Regions from separate parts of the Mus musculus genome. Here all the other regions are linked to region 3. A link is a contact called in public ChIA-PET and promoter capture Hi-C data. All regions are on one chromosome and are shown on one strand. The core of a region is the stretch at or near the end of the contact, and the rest is flanking DNA. Distances in the headings are between cores, read along the strand shown.

The links. Promoter capture Hi-C pulls out the DNA fragments that hold promoters and counts their contacts. ChIA-PET counts read pairs in DNA pulled down with a chosen protein or histone mark.
Region 1: a promoter capture Hi-C map of hippocampal neurons shows a contact between it and region 3, with 2.8 times the contacts expected there. The contact joins the promoter of E130018N17Rik here to the promoter of Snai1 in region 3. A contact is called at or near these places in 1 of 39 promoter capture datasets (hippocampal neurons) and 1 of 115 datasets of contacts at active chromatin or transcription factors (pancreatic cancer cells).
Region 2: an RNA polymerase II ChIA-PET map of memory CD8 T cells shows a contact between it and region 3, with 6 read pairs. The contact joins the promoter of Ddx27 here to the promoter of Snai1 in region 3. A contact is called at or near these places in 2 of 39 promoter capture datasets (cranial neural crest and embryonic stem cells) and 1 of 115 datasets of contacts at active chromatin or transcription factors (memory CD8 T cells).

The regions. Positions count from the first base shown.
Region 1 is chr2:168,153,130-168,157,379 of GRCm38.p6, reverse strand. E130018N17Rik (RIKEN cDNA E130018N17 gene) reads left to right here and starts at 2,867. Exons shown (of 2, transcript NR_040327.1): 1 at 2,867-3,026; 2 at 3,629-4,250.
Region 2 is chr2:167,012,050-167,016,965 of GRCm38.p6, reverse strand. It overlaps Ddx27 (DEAD box helicase 27), which reads right to left and starts at 1,653. Exons shown (of 21, transcript NM_153065.3): 1 at 1,540-1,653. The coding sequence starts at 1,632.
Region 3 is chr2:167,535,678-167,540,233 of GRCm38.p6, reverse strand. Snai1 (snail family zinc finger 1) reads right to left here and starts at 2,039. Exons shown (of 3, transcript NM_011427.3): 1 at 1,863-2,039; 2 at 1,036-1,563. The coding sequence starts at 1,944.

The sequences.
Region 1 (4,250 bases), core at 1,618-4,117, 620 kb before region 3:
CGCTTGTGTGTTATGGCATTTACATAAAAGGTAGAGGAGACAAAGTTTTTTTTTAAATTTATTTTATTTCATGGTGTTTTGTTTGCATGTATGTCTGTGTGAGGGTGTCAGATCCCCTGAAACTGGAATCACAGACAGGTGTGAGCTGCCGTGTGGGTGCTGGGAATTGAACCCGGGTCCTCTGGAAGAGCAGCCAGTGCTCTTAACTGCTGAGCCATCTCTTCAGCCCGAGACAAAGGTTTTAATTCTGTGCCTTAGACACGGATAGAAAAGATTCATATGTGATACTTCTCACAAGAATCACTTGCCAGCTGCCATCCACCACATGTAGCTCAGGCTAGCTTCAAACGCATAAAGACACCCCCCCCCAACCCCCCGCCTCTGCATCCTGAGTGTTGACACAGAGAAACCCTGTCTCAAAAAACAACAACAGGGCTGGTGAGATGGCTCAGTGGGTAAGAGCACCCGACTGCTCTTCCAAAGGTCCAGAGTTCAAATCCCAGCAACCACATGGTGGCTCACAACCATCTGTAACAAGATCTGATGCCTTCTTCTGGAGTGTCTGAAGACAGCTACAGTGTACTTATATATAATAAATAAATAAATCTTTAAAAAAAAAAAAAACAACAACAACAACAACAAAAGAACATTTGGAAAGTATATAAACATACTTGGAACTTGGACGGAAAAGCTTCTGCCCGCTAAAAGGAAGCATTGTCCTTGTCTCAGACCAAAGGGACTTCAGGTCCTGCATTAACATATACCTGTGGTTCAATTAGCATATCAAGGCCTGTGCTGACCCACTTCTAGGCTCCTTCAATCTCCACGCAACAAATCCCTGTTATACACTTCAAAGTCCTCCATCCCAGATTACAAGTTCCCTCCTCCCAGGTTCTCCTTAAAACCCTGGAAACACCCGCCGCTGCCGCCGCCACCACCGCCGCCGCCATCGCCACCACCACCGTGTACACGCAGTTGCTTCTCTGCTGGAGAGAGAGAGAGAAACTTCTTCGTCTGGAATAAATGTTTTTCTTTAAGCTTGAGCGACTACTTTGGGTTCTTTACTGCATCCATTTCATTCATCTGCTGCCAAAACCTGAGACGAGTCTTGCTCTTTTCCTTTTTTATTTCTTCTCTTCATTCAGTGTGCTTTGGGGAATCATGTAGTGTCCTAGGCTTGGTGGCAAGTGCCTCTTACTGGCTGAACCGTCTTGCCAGCCCGGTTTTTGGTTTTCTGTTGTGTTGATACAGGGTCTCACAGAGCCCAGGCTGACCCTGAACTCTCTCTGTGTAGTTACAACTGACCTCCTGCCTTCCTTTCCCTCCTGGTATTGGGGTGTCGGGGTATCAGGCCTACAGTCTCACAGCTGAGCCTATGTTTTGAGAAGACTCTTGTCCCTGCCCTGGAGTTTACCCATCAGGCTAGGCTGGCCAGCCAGTGAGTCCTGGGTCTGCCCGTCTCCTCTCCGCAGTTCCGGGATTACAATAGTGCCATCACTACCAACTGGTTTAATTTTTAGACAAGAGGCTCCTATGTGCCAGGCTGGTCTTGAGATTGCTATGTCACTGAGGGTGACTTTAAGCTCCTGAACCCCCTGTTTTACTTGCCTCGTACAAGGTCATACTTGGTTGCACACCCTGCTTTTGAAATTCGGGGTCAAGGGACAGAGCTCAGGTGCTCAGGCTCCTTAGGCAAGGCCGTTACCTACTGAGCTTGAAGCTCAGGGTTCCTTCTGGAAATTACCACAGATAGCTCAGAGGAGACAGGGTGGACCCCTTGGCCTTGGGCCACTATCCACAGCCATCTTCCATCTGATAACCCAGGACAGACATCGGGCCTTCAAGGGGCATCTGGCTGTGTTGGACAGCTTCCAGGTTGTCACTCCTGGGTTGGATGCTCTTGGGATCCCAGGAGTAGAGGCAGGTTCCATTAATCATGTCACCATACAAGCCCCAGACATCAGAGGACGACACAGATTTGCGAAAAGGAAATTTTGAGTGTGTCCCCACCAAATAAGTTGGGGTGCTTCTCATTATGCCTACACAAACACCCCACCACCACCAAATAAAAACGTCTCACGGTCATAATGAGAATCCAACTGACTCTCCCCAAAGCTTTAACATGAACACAACCATCTGAAAACACAGGTCAGGGCCAATGAGATGGCTCAGTGAGTACAGGTGCTTGCTGCTAAGCCTGACAAATGGTTCCACCATCCTAGGGACTCACATGGTGGAAAGATCCAATGCCCATAAACTGCTCTCTAAGCCAGACAGGGTGGTGCTTACCTTTAATACCAAAATTTGGCAAGAAGAGGCAAGTGACCACCCTGGTCTACAAAACAAGAGTTCCAACCCAGTTGGTCTTACACAAGATTCTCCAAAAAACCAACCAACCAAACAAACAAACAAAACAAAACAAAAACCCAGAAACAATTTGACCTCTTGTACTCTGACCACTACAGGTATGCTTGCTGCCTTGGCATGAGCGTGTACACACACACACACACACACACACAAAAGCATGATTGTGTAGGAGGCTGGGTGCTGGGGAGGTGTGGGACTCGGCCTCCATCTTTGCTTCGGTATTAGCCATCTGTCATGCGGCGTTTTTACCACCAGGACTGCTGAAGGCAGGAAGAGAAAGAAGCCGGTTCAGAGCTGCCAGCAGGCGCCTGGAACCTCCCCTGGCTGCTTTGTGTTTCAGCAAGAGCCCTCCCAGCTCCAGCCAGGCAGGCTCCTCCCCATGGCCCTCCTGGGGCCCCCCGCTGGGGGAGGAGGCCCAGCTAAGCCTCTCTCCTGCTGGCTGGGGGTGGGGAAGGGAGGGACTCCAAGCCTAGCACCCAAGGACGACCCCTACAGGCCAGCCAGGGCAGGGCAGCATTCCCTACAGCCGCCATTTCTTCTCTGTCAGCTCTCTGCTGTCAGACAGAGAGCCAAACAGAGCTGGAAGGTCAGATATCTCTGGAATGTATTGAGCACCTACTGGGTGCACAACCTTGAGGAAGAGCACGTGCCCTCTGCAGGTACTGGAAATGTAACTGGGTAGATGGTAGCCGAGGGATCCTACCCAGGGTCCCTCTGGGACTTCATAGCTGGGGTCAGATCCTTTCGCCCACGTGTCACCATGGGTAGGACAGAGGCTATGGTCCACCCAGACAGAACACAGGCAGGGAGAGGGACACTGTGAGGTCTTTGAGCCTAGAGCTCCTTCCTTGTAAAGTGGAGTCACCTGTCTCTGGAGTTTTTATAAGACGTCAGAATCAGGGGCCAAAGCTAAGAGCTGGGAAGTCTGGGCTGGAGCTAGTACAACCTGATGGACAGATGTCCCTCATTCTATGCATCTGATCTCAGAGGCCTCTGAAGGGGCAGAGCCAGGGGCAGGAGGATTAGGAGTTAAAGGTCATCTCTAGCTAATCTGAGGCTGACCTGAAACTTCTGATCTTCCTGCCTCTTCCTCCCAAATGCTGGGATTACAGGAGTGTACCAGTATACCCAGGCTAAGCCTTGCTGCGGGGCCAACATGCAGCCTGGTCTACATGCCAAGTTCTGGGCCAGCCAGGGCTGCAAAGCAAGACCTTGTTTCAAAAATAAAAAAATGTCTGACGTCCAGCTTTTTCCCAAACAGGAGAATCTGTTCCCGTCTCCCTGCAGTTCCGTCTCATGCCTGCTCTGCTGTGGGCAAAGTGTCCCTTCTGCCACCAGGGCCCCTGACTAGTTTTCCTGGGACCACCTGGCCTCCTGGTCTCTTCTAGCCCTGCTGGATTAAGGTGAAAAGCCAGTCTAGGCCACCATAGCCAGACTGCCTGCTGCATGGACAGCCTCTGCCCTGAGTCCTGGATCCTTCCTTCACTGGAAAGTACCTCTCATGGAGAAAATTCATCAAGGTAAAACCTCATGAACAAGATGTTTTGGCTTGGCAGGAAACAAACAGTGGTTAACAACAAATTAGTGAGCTACTGAGCCTCTGGGCACATGGCGCTGAGGGCAGACCCAGGTTGGCTGCAGACATCAGCTATGGTCTCCTGCAGACCTGAGGGGGCACAGGCCTGGCTCAAAGCTCCCTTCACACGGACTGGAACAGTCTTCAGGTGGGATGCTCTTGTGTGCGGCTTAAGCTCTGGCCTGCTCCTCAGGCTCCGTTCCCCAGAGCCCTGCTCCACTGACCTAAGGCTGGGTTTCTTTTCTCTCCTTTGATTGGACAAGGGGCCCAAACTCCTGAAGTGGGGCTTTCAAGGAGCCCAGAGCTC
Region 2 (4,916 bases), core at 404-2,903, 520 kb after region 3:
GTACACAGGCACACATATGAATGTGCATAAACAATGCAAACAGCAACAGGACCGTCAGAAGCTCAAATGTATCCAAGATCCAGTTTCAAAAGGAAACACAAAACTGATACAGAATTGGATACCAACAAGCTTCTTACGGAGTGAGGCACTGCTCTAGTTCTGCCTTACAGAGCAGGTAATACATGAGCTAAGTCTCTCCCGGCCACCACCCAGTACATGCCAGGAGAGACAAAGTCATCCTCCATCCTGGACACCAAGGTACTTGCTCCCAAACCTGGATCGATTTAAAATGCCTCATGCCAATGGCAGACATCAGAAAACTGTTGTCCTGTACAGTGGTAGCCCGGAGGGAAGCGGAGGCAGCAGGAGGGTTCCAGAATGAAACCCTCCTGTTGTGGAGAGAAAAAAAGCCAGAGCAGACTGAGACATCTAGACACATGGTTCACAACCTTCCCAACCCAGATGGTGGTGACCCCAAACCATAAAGTTATTTCCGTTGAGACTTCATAACCATAATTCATTACTGTTATAAATCATAATGTAAATATCTGAAATGAGATCCTAGGGTCCCCAGGGTCTGGAGCCACAGGTGGAGAACTACTGAGGGAAGCCTTCCAGGCAGAGAGCAGAAGTGTGAAGAGAAGCTGGGCACACCTTTAATCCCAGCACTCAGGAGGCAGAGGCAGGCAGATCTGAGTTCGAAGTCTACCGAGGTAGGTCCAGGACAGCCAGGGCTATAGAGAGAAAGCCTGGGGGAGTGGGCTGGGTAGAGATGTGAAAGGCTCTGAGCAGAAAAAGAACACAAGTTTCTAAGACATGAAATGGAATGGTATGTCGGTGTTGCCAGGACAAGGAAGGCTGCTGAGGGTCAAATGGCAGAAAAGACAACAGAGCCTGGCCTGACTCTGAAAGCCACAAAAACTTAGCTGCATGGCTGGAACCACTCAGACCACTGAGACCACTCAGCTACTTGGTAAGGAGACCACCAAGCTGGAAACTGAAGTATGTGAGGGGCACAGGTTTGCAGGTGTGCGGGTGGGACTTGCAAAGACCGGAGTGTGGATGGACAGAGGGATAGAAGCCTTGGACAGACGCCTAAACTGACCAGCAGAGCTCCAAACGACCTCCCAGCAACATCCTTAAAGACTGGAGCCTTAGACATCAGCTTTCTCGGAATCGGACTGCAGAGGGCCTGGGCCATCCTTAGTGTCGTGTGAGGCTGGCTGACGCCGGTGTGAGGCACTGAGAGTTTGGGTTTGGGTCTTTTTCTCTCGCCACTCACCCTGGAGCCACTTTCTCAGGGCTACATCCCCACCGCCTAGCATCACTAGAACCCCCTTGGGAGGCTTGATGGATAGGTGGGAGCATGTGTCCCCGACTGGGCAGGAAGCAAGACTGACTTCGCCTGCGAAGTTCGACTCCGCACAGCTTGGTGACACGGCCTGCATGGGGACACCTGAGCACGCTGAGGAGGGCCTGGGGCCCGCAGCTGGTTCCCGGCCGCTCCCGCCCACGGCCCCTTCTCCCGCCGGCTCCTACCTCCTCCTCCTCGTCTCCGGAGTCCGACTCGGGCTCAACCGGCACCTCGTCATTCTCGCCGATGGTCCGGATGAAGCCGAGCTCCGCCAGCATGCTGAAGAAGCAGCCACTTCCGGACGTAGCGAGTGCGGCGCGCCGACACGACCCGCCTTTTCCGCGACCCGCTCGGCGTCGCGCGCATGTGCTTCACGTCACTTCCGCTCGGGGGCGGCACTTTGAGACTTCGCGGGCCTGCGTGGTTTCCAATAATAAAATCAAATGGGTGGGGCGTTGTTTAGATTAGAAAACTACTTTGTTTTGGGAAAGAAATAGAAGTCTGAGAGTGTGTAAAGGTGAGGGAAAAATTAGAAGTATGTGTACATTTGGGAACTTAACAACAAAATGGTAGTCAGGGCTGCCATCTGGCTCAGCATGGCAAAGGCCACACTACTCCTGAGTGCGATCCCGGTACCTACAAGGGGAAAGAAGAGCTCGGAATCCAGAGTTGTCCTCTGATCTTCACACCCTTTTCAAGTGAACACGCCCCTCTGTATACACAATTATAATAATTAACAGGGGGCTGGATTCCTGGAGGGCTGGTTTAGTGGCTAAGAGCACTGGTTGCTCCTGCAGAAGACCCAGGTTTGATTCCTAGCACCCACAAGGTGGCTCACAGCTGTCTGTAACTCCGTATCTGACCTCTGCGGCCACTGGGAACATCTGGTGCACAGACATGTATGCAGGCATGATGCAGGCACATAAAAGTTTAAATAATAGATAATATTTTAAGGATGGTCGAATTGTAAGTTCTATTTTCTTTTCTTTTTTTTTTTTTAAAGATTTATTTATTATTATATGTAAGTACACTGTAGCTGTCTTCAGACCCACCAGAAGAGGGAGTCAGATCTTGTTACGGATGGTTGTGAGCCACCATGTGGTTGATGGGATTTGAACTCTGGACCTTTTGGTCTGTATCCCTTCTTTTCCACTGCCTCTGGTGAGTAGTAGACTACAAGAGAGGTTAAAGCATTTATGAACCATTATTAAAAGTACGGGTATGGGCTGGTGAGATGGCTCAGTGGGTAAGAGCACCCGACTGTTCTTCCGAAGGTCCAGAGTTCAAATCCCAGCAACCACATGGTGGCTCACAACCATCCGTAACAAAATCTGACTCCCTCTTCTGGAGTGTCTGAAGACAGCGACAGTGTACTTATATATAATAAATAAATAAATAAATAAAATCTTAAAAAAAAAAAAAAAAAAACATTAAAAGTACGGGTACTTGGGAGGCAGAGGCAGGCAGATTTCTGAGTTTGAGACCAGTCTGGTATACAAAGTGAGTTCTGGGACAGCCAGGGCTATATAGAGAAATCCTGTCTCAGAAAAAAAAAAAAAAAAAAAAAGCCAGGCATGGTGACACATGCCTTTAATCCCAGCACTTGGGAGGCAGAGGCAGGCAGATTTCTGAGTTCAAGCCAGCCTGGTCTACAAAGTGAGTTCCAGGACAGCCAGGGCTATACAGAGAAACCCTGTCTCAAAAAACCAAACCAGAGAAAAAAAAGAGAAAGAAAGAAAACAAAACAAAACAAAAAATACGGTCGAGAAAAAAAAATTAAAGCTACAACTGTGTCTGCATGCACACAGCTCTCCACCATGAAGACAATGAACAAAAGCGCTGAAATTGTAAGAACAGCCTAATTAAACGCTTTGTCATGGTGTCCCTTCACAGTAATAAAACAGTGACCAAGGACTCAGCGGTTAAGAGCACCAACTGCTCTTTCAAAAGTCCTAAGTTCAATTCCGAGCAATCATATGGTGGCTCACAACCATGAGTAATGAGATCTGACGCCCTCTTCTGGTGTGTGTGAAGAAAGCAATGGTGTACTCGTAACACAAAATAAATAAATCTTAAAAAAATAAAAAGCTGGGCATTGGTTGCACACGCCTTTAATCCCAGCACTTGGGAGGCAGAGGCAGGTGGATTTCTGAGTTCTAGGCAAGCCTGGTCTACAGAGTGAGTTCCAGCACAGCCAGGGCGATACAGAGAAACCTGTCTCGAAAAAAACAAAAACCAAAAAAAAAAAAAAAAAAAGCACAGGCAAAAAAACAGTGACCAAAAGAAACAAACCCACACTCATTTGAACAAGCATACACACATGTATGTGTCCCACATGTGCATACAAATAACCAAATAAAGGAAAGAAAACACTAAATTGTAATGCCATGGCCCCTGCTTAGACACCACCCTACTCTTAGAACAACAGGGTTTACCTACTCACGCCAACATTCTTTCTCTCATGCTTGCCCCTGAACTCACACAGATGAATCTCATTCTACCCAAAACCTATACATGGTCTGTTCCCTCTGTTTCAAATGCTGTTTCCTGGGCTGGAGAGATGGCTCAGCAGTTACGAGCACTGACTGCTCATCTGAATGTCCTGAGTTCAAATCAGGCCATGGCAACCACATGGTGGCTCATAACCACCTGTAATGAGATCAGATGCCCTCTTCCTGTGTGTCTGAAAACAGCTACAGTGTGTGCTTACATAAATAAATAAATAAATCTTTTTAAAAAAATAATAAAATGCTGTTTCCTCTGCTCAATACATGACTGGCTCTTTTTCATGGCAAACACTCTGTTCCAACGACACCTCCTAGGGGTATTGTCTTCTTGTGTACGCACATTATGTGTGGGTTAAGAGAGACCAGGCATGAGCTAGAGTAGCCCCATGGCTGTAACCCCTGGCTGTGAGGAGAGCTCTGCTCACCTGCCACCCAGTCTAGCCAATCAGCGAGCATTCAGTTTCGTGAGAGACCCTGCTTCGAAACCAAAGTGCATAGCAATGGGATAAATCACTCTGGCCTTCACACACCCACGTGTGGGTGCACACACAGATATACACATAGAAACACACACATCTCAGAACAAAAATAAATAATATACCTACCTGGCAGTGATGGTGCACGCTTTTAATCCCAGCTTTCAGGAGGCAGAGGCAGATCTCTGAATTAGAGGCTAGCCTGGCCTATGGAGCTAGTTCCTGGACAGCCAAGACTACACAAAGAAACTGTGGTGGTTTGAATATCCTTGGCCCAGGGAGTGGCACTATTAGGAAGTGTGGCCTTGTTGGAATGTGTGTCACTGTGAGGGTGGGCTTTGAGAAACCTCCCTCCTAACTGCCTGGAAGCCAGTCTTCTCCTTTTTTCCTTCAGAACAAAATGTAGAACTCTCAGCTCCTCCAGTGCCATGCCCTCCTGGATGTTGCCAGGCTTTTTGCCGTGATAATGGACAGAACCTCAGAATCTATAAACCAGCCCCAAGTAAATGTTGTCCTTTATAAGAGATGCCTTGGTTATGGTGTCTCTTCTCAGCAATGGAAACCCTAACTAAGACAGAA
Region 3 (4,556 bases), core at 790-3,289:
TTTGTCTGAGCCATGCCTTTACATCAAAACAAAGTCCCTGGGGGGTGGGGGGTGGTCGGAGGCAGCCTAGGACCCTGAGGGCTTCAGCTCTTCCCCAAAGTAGAGCCCCACAGCTTAGCAACCCAGCCGGAGAGAGGCAGCCTGTTACACTTTTATAGGTTAAATCTGAGGCAATCCGTGCCTGGGGGGGGGAAACGGGTAATCTTATTCAAGTAATAAAGGTGTCAGTGAGACCTGCAAATACCTCCCTGCCACCCCCAGGCCTCACTGCCCCAATGCTGGCCACCACAAGAGACGCACAGCTCTACCCCAAAGCCTGACACACTTTCCAAAGAGCAGCCCAACCGGAACCCCCACCAAGCCTGGCTGAAGCCTTCCCTCACTTCTAGAAGCTTCCCACGTGGCCCAAGGCTGAGAGGACAGCAAAGTCATGTCTTTGTTTCTCTTCTTAAAAAAAAAAAAAAAAAAAAAAAAAAAAGATGTGTCTATTCTATTCTTGTCCTACATGGATTGGTATGTTGCCTGCATGTATGTCTGTATGAGGGTGTCAGGTCCTCTGGAACTGGACTCTTAACAGGCAGTTAGTTAAGTTGTGAACTACCATGTGTGCTGGGAATTGAACTCAGGACCTCTGGAAGAGTAGCCAGTGCTCTAACCACTGAGCCGTCTTCATAGTCACTGGGAAGTCATTTCTTAGTGGCACCTGCACCTAGCACTTCACTCTACAAAGACCCCACGAAGTGTTCTCTGATACATTTTAGAAACGAGGAAACTGGGGAAGTTCTCGACTCAGGATTCAAGGCCAGGTGCAGAATATCCTGTCTAGCAATATCCTGTCTGACTTCTACAGTGTGGGTTGAGCCCGGATAGGGAACACCTCTTCACTCCTAGCCTCGAACAGCAAGGTACAGAATGGAGAACAACCAACATCTACTTTGTCCACTGCTTGGCAGCCTTAGGAGTAAGTGTTGAGTCCCCCCAGGGTCTAAGGCCAAACAGCCCAGACTCAGAGCTCAGCTATGCACACTCACTCACCAGTGTGGGTGCGGACGTGGCCCTGAAGCAGCCAGGGCCTAGAGAAGGCCTTTCCACAGGTCGTGCAGACACAAGGCAGCGTGTGGCTTCGGATGTGCATCTTCAGAGCGCCCAGGCTGAGGTACTCCTTGTTACAATATTTGCAGTTGAAGATCTTCCGCGACTGGGGGTCCTTGGCCACCGAGAGCCTGGCCAGCTGCTTGGGAAGTTGGCCCAAGCCAGGGAAGGCGATGAAGGCCTCGGCCTCCAGGGAGGAGGCCGAGGTGGACGAGAAGGACGACGGCGCCGGCGAGGGCGGGCTGGGCGGCTGGGAGCTTTTGCCACTGTCCTCATCGGACAGCGAGGTCAGCTCTACGGCCTTGGGGCTCTCCCGCAGCGGGAGGGTGGCCCAGGCAACCGGCCGCACTTGGGGTACCAGGAGAGAGTCCCAGATGAGGGTGGGCAGCGAAGCGGCGGGGTTGAGGACCTCGGGCGGAGGGATGGCGGCCAGCAGGTGGGCCTGGTCGTAGGGCTGCTGGAAGGTGAACTCTGCGGGAAGAGAAGAGACAGCAGGGAGTCAGCTGAGCGGATTCTCGGGGCGCCAGGTGGGGGGGCTTCCCGCCCGCCCCTCCCCTCCCCCGCCCGGACTCCGCAAAGCTACCCCCGCCTTCGAGTCTTCAACTCCCGGAGCCTCCCCGTCCCGGGTCAAAGACACCCTCGGTGGATCCCAACTGCCAAGACCCGGAGCTCCAGATCCACCTGTCGCGCCCGCAGAGCCCGATTCTCACCTCCCCCCAGCACCCTTGGGATCCCCCCCAGCCGCCCGCGTCCCGCACCCCACCACGCACCCACACACGCGTCCTGCAGCTCGCTATAGTTGGGCTTCCGGCGGGGGTCGGACGGCTTCCTGACCAGGAAGGAGCGCGGCATGTTGGCCAGAGCGACCTAGGTAGTCGGGGTCACCGGGTCGCGCAAGGTCGGTAGTCAACTCCGCTCGCGAGGCCCGGCCGCACACTACGATCCCCTAGCAGCAGCAAATTCCTTTAAGTACCAGGGCTGGGGGCGTGACCGTACTGTTGGTCACGCCCCTTTGTCAAGGCTGAGCCAATGGCTGGCGGCGGCGCGGCCGGAGACTGAGACCGGAGCAGGTGCGCCTGGGCTGCTGGGGCTCCCGCCGCGTGGCGCTGAGATTCCGCTTGGGCTCCTCCCGGACCGGACCGCGCGGCTTCCGAGCTCCTCGGGCGACCCCTGGTGGCCGCGCCTGCCCCACGACGAGCGCGGTGCCCCGCAACATCCCCGAGCTGCTGACCTTTGGGCGCTGGGGAGCCAGAAAGTGCGATGATATGCACGCGCTTAGGGGTTCCTGGAACTGTCTACACAGCCCTGAACAAAACACTACCCAGGGATGCCCTACGCAAGGATGGCTTCCCGGCCGTGGGAGAGAGAGACAGACAGAATAAACAGAGGATTCGAATACTAAAGGGAGGTGTGATTTGATGAAAGGAGGTGGGGAGAGACAGCTGTGACTGTCAATGAACGGTCACCTGACAGGGGAGGGTGTCTATGACTTCCTAGAGGAAGTGAAGAAGCACCGAGGGGAAAGGCCCGGGGTAAGAATCAGTAACTTCTGCCTGTCCAACCTTTGAGAGCAGGTTCCAGGATGAGGTTGGTGTTGGGCAGACCCTGAGGGGTCCGATTTCCTGGCCTCGGGTCTTTGGAGGAGTTTGGACTTTGCCTTACAGGCACTGGGGAGTCACGGAAGGACTTTCAGCTGAGGACGGACGTGTTTAGAGTTGCATTGTGAAACACCAATAAGGGCAGGTGCGAGGCAGAGGTAGCAAGGACCAGGGCTAAGGCTCCCGACTTCCTGAAAATCGTGTTGGAACGTTCACAGGGAGGAAGGGTGGCCTCGGAAACCAAACCCACACCCCCATAGTATGGGGTTATAAACACCTATAAAGCAGAGGGTCTACGGAAACCTCTGGGGCACCAGCTAGCATCGAGTCTCTAGGCACTGGAGGTAACAACAGGGAATAGAATCAGACTCCCAGCACTGGGGGTGGGGGGTGGGGGAGTGGGAGGATGGTCAGACAACAGGCAACCATCGTGGAGAACACTGCCCTCTGGGTAGATTTAGTTCATCCATGAGTCTCCCTGAGTCCAGAGGGAGAGCACACAGCGCCCCACCACCACCCTCGTCCCAACGGACAAGTCAGCTGACTAGGTTTTGACTTTTCTCCATCCCCTATGATCAGAGAACAGGCTTTCCTACCACGGGGCCTTGCTTGGTACCTGCCTTCCTCCAGTCCTGTTTTCTCTTCCAGATCCACACCTGGCTAGGCTTCCTTTCATCCCTTTCATCCTTTGTTTCAGCAGCCCCCCACTCCACCCCCTCAGCCTCCCCCAAGCCTGCTTAGTAAGAAGGAAAGAGAAAGGCAAATGAAGCCCACAAGGGGAGGCCTGTTCACAACCTCACACCTGCCAGAGGCCTGAAAGTAAAACTTGGTCAAATGATGGATGCTGGCTGGCATGCCGCTTAGGAAAGGTGTGACTTAGCCCCTAACGGGTGACAGGTGACTCTCCACGCCCAGGAAGCTCCCTTCCTAGGCCGACTGCCACCTAGGGTTTTTCAGCCAAGCTTTTCCTCAAGAGTGTCTGAAAACACCTAAGCCCGCCCTGCCCTCACTGGCAGACACATCCTGATTCGCTTATCTAGGGCGGGGTTGTTGGCATCGAATTTTAACTGTCAAAAGGACTGGATGCCTCTAAAGAGCAACCAAAGCTAAGAACCCACGGCCAGCCTCAAACCCAGACCAAACAAAAGGACAGTCCTGACACCTGTAAATAACCCCCCCCAGCCCCCCACAGGGTTTCTCTTTAGACCAGGCTGCCCTTGAACTCAGAGATTCACCTGGCTCCACCTCCCAAGTGCTGGGATCAAAGGTGTGTGCCACCATGGCCTGGCTGACACCTGTACTCTTAATATCAAAAAGAAAAAGGAAGAGAGAGAGAGAGAGAGAAAGAGAGAGAGAGAGAGAGAGAGAGCAGAAATCCCAAACAAAACAAAACAAAACACTCAAATATCTATCAACAATAGACACGGACTAACCAGGTTGCATACCCACAATAGAAGACCATACAGCAGCAAACAATAGCTACAGCCAGATGGGGGATACATCTGTATCCCTTCTACTTTGGAGGCAGAGCTAGAAAGCTTGGGACTTTGAGGCTAGCACTGAGAAGCCCGTCAGGAAAAGAAAGGAAGGCAGGCGTAGAGTATGTACAATTCCACACAACAAGCAGGACGTGGTGGCGCACGCCTTTGATCCCAGCACTCGAGAGGCAGAGGCAGGCAGATTTCTGAGTTCGAGGCCAGCCTGGTCTACAGAGTGAGTTTCAGGACAGCCAGGGCTATACAGAGAAACCCTGTCTCGAAAAACAACAACAACAACAACAACAACAACAACAACAACAACAACAAAATCCATGCAACAAGGCAGGCTGTAGAGTGTGTACAATTCCATGCAACAGCAGAATGATTC